Linked DNA regions of Sus scrofa: region 2 is linked to region 1. The links are chromatin contacts, called in public HiChIP or PLAC-seq maps. All regions are on one chromosome and are shown on one strand. The core of a region is the stretch at or near the end of the contact, and the rest is flanking DNA. Distances in the headings are between cores, read along the strand shown.

Region 1 (2,700 bases), core at 47-2,546:
TCCCAGGCTAGGGGTCCAATCAGAGCTGCAGCCGCCGGCCTACGCCAGAGCCACAGCCACAGCAACTCGGGATCCGAGCCGCGTCTGCAAACTACACCACAGCTCACGGCAACGCCGGATCCTTAACCCACTGAGCAAGGCCAGGGATGGAACCTGCAACCTCATGGTTCCTAGTCAGATTCGTTAACCACTGCGCCACGATGGGAACTCCAAGAAGTTTAAGAATTTCGGATGTGAACACAGGTCTGACTTCAAAACCCATGTCTTTTCCACCACTGTAACATCTTCCTTACCTCAAGACGGTGATGGGAGTTCCCATCATGACCCAGTGGTTAACGAATCCGACTAAGAACCATGAGGTTGTGGGTTCCATCCCTGGCCTTGCTCAGTGGGTTAAAGATCCGGCGTTGCCGTGAGCTGTGGTGTAGGTTGCAGACGCGGCTTGGATCCCGCGTTGCTGTGGCTCTGGCGTAGGCCGGCAGCTGCAGCTCTAACTGCACCCCTAGCCTGGGAACCTCCATATGCTGCAGGAGTGACCCTAGAAAAGGTAAAAAGACAAAAAAGACAAAAAAAAAAAAAAAAAAAACAAAAAACATGGTGATGATCATCTGTATCCTATTTATTAGTTTCCAACACAATGGTAGCAATCAAATATGGTAATGGTATCAACCCAGTAAGCACAGAGTACTTATTAAGTGTCCACCAACGTTTCACCACTGTGCACTTGGACACAAAGGTCGGCAGACGGGGTATATGACAGGTGACTCTCAATGGCAAATGCTTTATGAATATATGTGGATTAAGATTACTTTGTAGAGGAAGATGGGGGTTTCAGATATCACTGCAGGGAAAACCAGGGAGACCAATTAATGCTTTCAAGTCCAAATTGCACCTGTGTCCCAAATTATTCACCAGCACAAATAAAAGCTGCTTGCTCCAAGCCCTGATCAGAACAAACATTTGATCCTGCTATATAGCACAGGGAACTATATCTAGTCATTTGTGATGGAACATGATCGAGGATAATGTGAGAAAAAGAATGTATTTATGTAGGTGTGGCTGGGTCACTTTGTTGTACAGCAGAAATTGACAGAACATTGTAAATCAACTATAATAGAAAAAATAAAAAAATCTTAAAAAAAAGAACAAACATTTGAAAATGCTTTTACCCAAGTGGCATCATTTTTCATCTGTGCCTGAGCTCAAAAAGGGCTGGGCAGAGAGCTGGATTAAACATTGCAATTCAGCTCGGCACTGTGGGTTCAAAAGTAAACTCTGACTTCCTATTTACACTGAAAGTCTTAGGCCTCTGTGGTTTCCTGTTGCATCCTGCTGTGTCTGTGCTTTGGTTTCTGAGTCTGTCTGCACAAAGCTGCAAATAGGGTCCCTCAACTGTTTCACTCTGTCCTGCTTTTCACAAGAAGATAAGAATCCTACAATCCCTAACTGTTGGCACATTCTACAAGGTACTCTCTCCAAGTCCTGACTTTTCAATCTAGACCTAAGCTACCAAGAGAGGCTTCCTTTGAATGGATGGAGACTCAAGAAATCTCCAAGTGTGACACAAACCACAGGAACTGACAGACCGTCCACATGAATTTACCACATTCTACACAACTTTTACATTCATTTCTTTCACTCTTCCGTTCATCTAGTGTAAATTTAGAGTAACTTCTATGTACAAGGTACTCTGATAGGCACTTGAAAACAATGGTGGAGAGATATAATTTCGACTCCAAAGGAGCTTAAAGCCATAGTCCCTGATGAGAATCAGTTGGGCATCTACTGATATGACAGATTTGCGTATACTCCTCCCAGCAAGATTCACGCCCCATGACAGCAGCACTTGAAGAACTGCATTTTGAAGGAGATCTCCAGGAACATTTTAAGGACATTGAGAATGGGGTGGCTGGCAGCTTCATGAAGAATTTACAATCATAGTGGGGACTAGTGACCCAGAGTCAGGAGCCCCTCCTGTGATGAACCAGACTTTTCCCAACTGCAGGATCCTTCAATTTGAGTCAACGGAGAGGAACTAACTAAGCAGCAAAAATGGCTTGGGGTTTGCTCACATATGTATTGAGTCTTGGCCCTAACCCTTGGTAGCTGCAGGACTTTGGACAAATCACTCAGTTTCTTTGAGCCTTATTTGAAAAAGGAAAACAACACCTGCTCTGTCTTAGCTATTCTGAGTATCATAGCCACAAGGCATTTTTACAAACTCTAAAGCACTAAGAAAGAGTTAGTCATTTTAGGACCACAAAAACTTTAACAAACAAGAAAATTAAGCCAATGCATAAGGTTTCCTTTAAACAGTTAAAACTAGCCTATCTCTTTTCAAATTTTTTACTGAAGTATAGTTGATTTACAATGCTGTGTTAGTTTCAGGTGCAGAGTAAAGTGATTCAGTTTTACATACATATATATCTAGTCTTTTTCAGATTCTTTTCTCTTATGGGTTACTACAAAATACTGGGTAGAGTTCCCTGTGCTATACAATAGGTCCTTGGTTATCTATTTTATGAATGTATAAATTAATCCTAAACTCCTAATTTATTCTAACCCCACCCCTTACCCCTTTGGTAACAAGTTTGTTTTCTCTATTTGTGGGTCTATTTCTGTTTTGTAATAATTTCATTTGTATAATTTAGATTCCATGTATAAGTTATATCATATAATATTAGACCTTACATAATTTAC
Region 2 (2,700 bases), core at 139-2,638, 130 kb before region 1:
ATGTTAAACCCTTAAAACTGTGATTTGTTCCGTTTTACAGAGAAATAAACTAAGGCTCAGAACAGCGAAATGATGTTCCTCAAATCAAGTGCAAGTACAGGAGCCTAGGTGTGGTTGGTCCAAGGCCCATATACATGACTTCAGGCTGCAAGCTCCTAGCTAGTCCCCGACTGCCTCTCATTTGCCTATGACTGATCCATATGGTTTCAGAATTTCCCCGTAATTAATGGTGAAATTACCAGGAATGTCTGCATAAACACAGAGACCATCCTGCCAGCCTGGTGTGTTCTGGTCTAAAATGTTATTATTCTGAAAAACATAGCTTCAGGAAAAGAAATAGTTTATAGGGAAAGTCTCCAAGAAATCTTGAAGCCATAAAGAAAGAGATTCACAGATGTCAGTAAAGGAAAATTGAAAACTTCTGGATAAGACACTATAAGCAAAGGTAGATGATGAGGATCCTATTACAAGAAAAACTTCAATATATACGACAAAGGACTGAGGTACAGAGCACACGAAGAACTCCTCTAAATCTGCAAAAGAAAGACAAAAAACCCTATAGGAAAATGAAGAGAGGATCTTAATAGGCCATTGACAGATGACAGACCGAGGATATAAAGAAAATGTTCATTCTTACTAGCAACAGGGCAGAGGCAAAGGAAAAGAACATAAGCAGTCATTTTCTGCCCAAGACTTTGGCAAAAATGTTAAGCGACTGACAATACGCAGTGTTGGCAAAGGCAGAGGGGCACCGTTGGCAGAAATACAAACTGGGCTGGCCTTTATGGAGGGCATTTTGGCCATAGCTAAGACAATTTCAAGCGCACGAATCCTCCCAGAAGAAATTTTATTTTTTTGTATCTCTCCAAGAGAACTCTTCACACATGTATGTAAAGAACCATACCCAGGATGATCCTGGCATTGCCATATGCAAAACTAGATACCAAACACAGTCTAAATGTCAATCAATAGGACATAGGTTAAGTAACTTTTTATAAATGCAGACTCTGGAATTACCACCCACAGGTAATAGACATAGGGCGGCTCTATATGCACTGACATCCTCCCGACAGCTAATAAGTGAAAAAAAACCTTGTGGAGCAATTTGCACACTATGATCCTAGACGCTCCCATACATATGTCTGTGAATGCATTAACAAGGTGAAGAAGACATACAAAACAGACAGTAACGATTCCCTCTGGGATCAGGAGAGGCTTGTGCCTTTTGCCTTTTACTCTGAATTTCTATGTCGTCTGCGTTTTTACAGTGTAAGTGTATTTCTACCATTGTTCACTATCTAAAGAGAAGCGAGTCAGCCAAAGAGACAGAGACACTTGCCTTGTGTTCGGGGTTACATCCTGTTCGCGCAGGATTGAGAAATACTCTGACCCAGGGCCGCGTCTCCCTCCTCTGCGGATGGGAAGAAAGCAGCTCATTTGGAAACTGCCCTCCCCTCTTCTCTCCCTCTCATTTCTGAAGGGGCTCGTCTACCTGAACACATGTGGGTTTACACACAGTCCTCACCAGCATGTGCTGACTCAGAATAACCACTGCCTAGGTTAGTTCACCACCTGAGAACTTTTGAATCACTGAACAAAGAGATTCTTGTCACCTTGGTAAAACTCATACACAATCAAACCCCAAAACAAACTCCAACAGCAATAACAAATTGTCGGGTCTCCTGAGCAGAAGACTTGATTTAAACCATGGGGTCCAATGGGCACAGATTGGACGTACAGCTCCAAAAATAATGGCTCTGCTAGCCTAAAACATATCAGATGTTCCTTTAGCCTTAGCTCGCCCAAGACATAAACTATGTGTTCAGGGGAAAGCAAAGTCAAATGACTCATGACAGAGTTTGTTTTTAGTATGAATTATTTTTTCTGGCTCCTTGCTTTTAAAGACGGATCCTTTTCAGATGGGTAGAAGCAAGGACTGCTGGGAGCTGGGCTCTTGAGCCTAGCCCATTCCCACCCCCCACTTCTGAAAGCTGGAAGCGGATGCCCTGAGAAGGAGAGTTTATTTCCCATATGATCACTCCCACGATGCACTGCTGCTGCTTTTTTTTTTTTCCTTTCGAAACAAGTCAGGCAATGGCAGCCTGAGTGAGGTGGGTGAAAAACACTAGATCTGGAGCCTGAGAGACCTGAGTTCTGATTCCACTGCTACCATTTGTGAACTGCTTGCCACAGGGAATGTCACATGACTTCTCTGGTCTCTGGGCTGCAGTCTGAGAAGAATTCTGAGAAGAGTAAGCACCACTTTAGATTGTGGTGGGGACTCAATGAGGTAACCCAAGCAAAGTGTGTGCCTCACAGGAGACACTCAGTAAACAGCAGGGACAGGACTCCTCAAGGCAGACAGGGTTCTGTATACCTCAGCATCCCTAATGCTCATCTGAGAACGAGGCAGCAGGTATTTGAGGAAGGCAGGCAGCAATGCACTTGGTACTTATGATATGCCCGACACTGTTCTAATCGCTTTATATGGATTATCTCATTTATCTTTACAAATAACACAGGAGGTTATTTACTATCCACACTGAGACACAGAGAGATTAAGAACCCTGACCAAGGCCACACAGGTGGTCAATCGAGGGCCTGAGAGCTGAATGCTTGCGGGATGGCTTTAGAGCAGGAGGCGGGGAGGGAAGACAGCAGACCAGAGGCTCCCTGCATGGACTCCAAGGAAAGGCTACA

What was found. HiChIP or PLAC-seq counts read pairs in DNA pulled down with a chosen protein or histone mark.
Region 2: an H3K27ac HiChIP or PLAC-seq map of alveolar macrophages shows a contact between it and region 1. The contact joins two enhancer-like sites. A contact is called at or near these places in 3 of 47 Hi-C or Micro-C datasets (alveolar macrophages, embryonic fibroblasts and fibroblasts) and 1 of 2 datasets of contacts at active chromatin or transcription factors (alveolar macrophages).

Annotation. Positions count from the first base shown.
Region 1 is chr6:152,942,640-152,945,339 of Sscrofa11.1, forward strand. The region is part of intron 8 of FGGY (FGGY carbohydrate kinase domain-containing protein); the gene reads right to left. Among named protein-coding and RNA genes, the nearest start is that of HOOK1, 230 kb to the left of the region's middle. Within about 2 kb of position 1,297, at least 13 of the 83 cell types and tissues checked have an H3K27ac peak or open chromatin away from gene starts, as enhancers often do. A contact at or near this core is called in alveolar macrophages, where this site is marked.
Region 2 is chr6:152,815,678-152,818,377 of Sscrofa11.1, forward strand. All of the region lies in intron 14 of FGGY (FGGY carbohydrate kinase domain-containing protein), which reads right to left. Among named protein-coding and RNA genes, the nearest start is that of HOOK1, 110 kb to the left of the region's middle. Within about 2 kb of position 1,389, at least 19 of the 83 cell types and tissues checked have an H3K27ac peak or open chromatin away from gene starts, as enhancers often do. A contact at or near this core is called in alveolar macrophages, where this site is marked.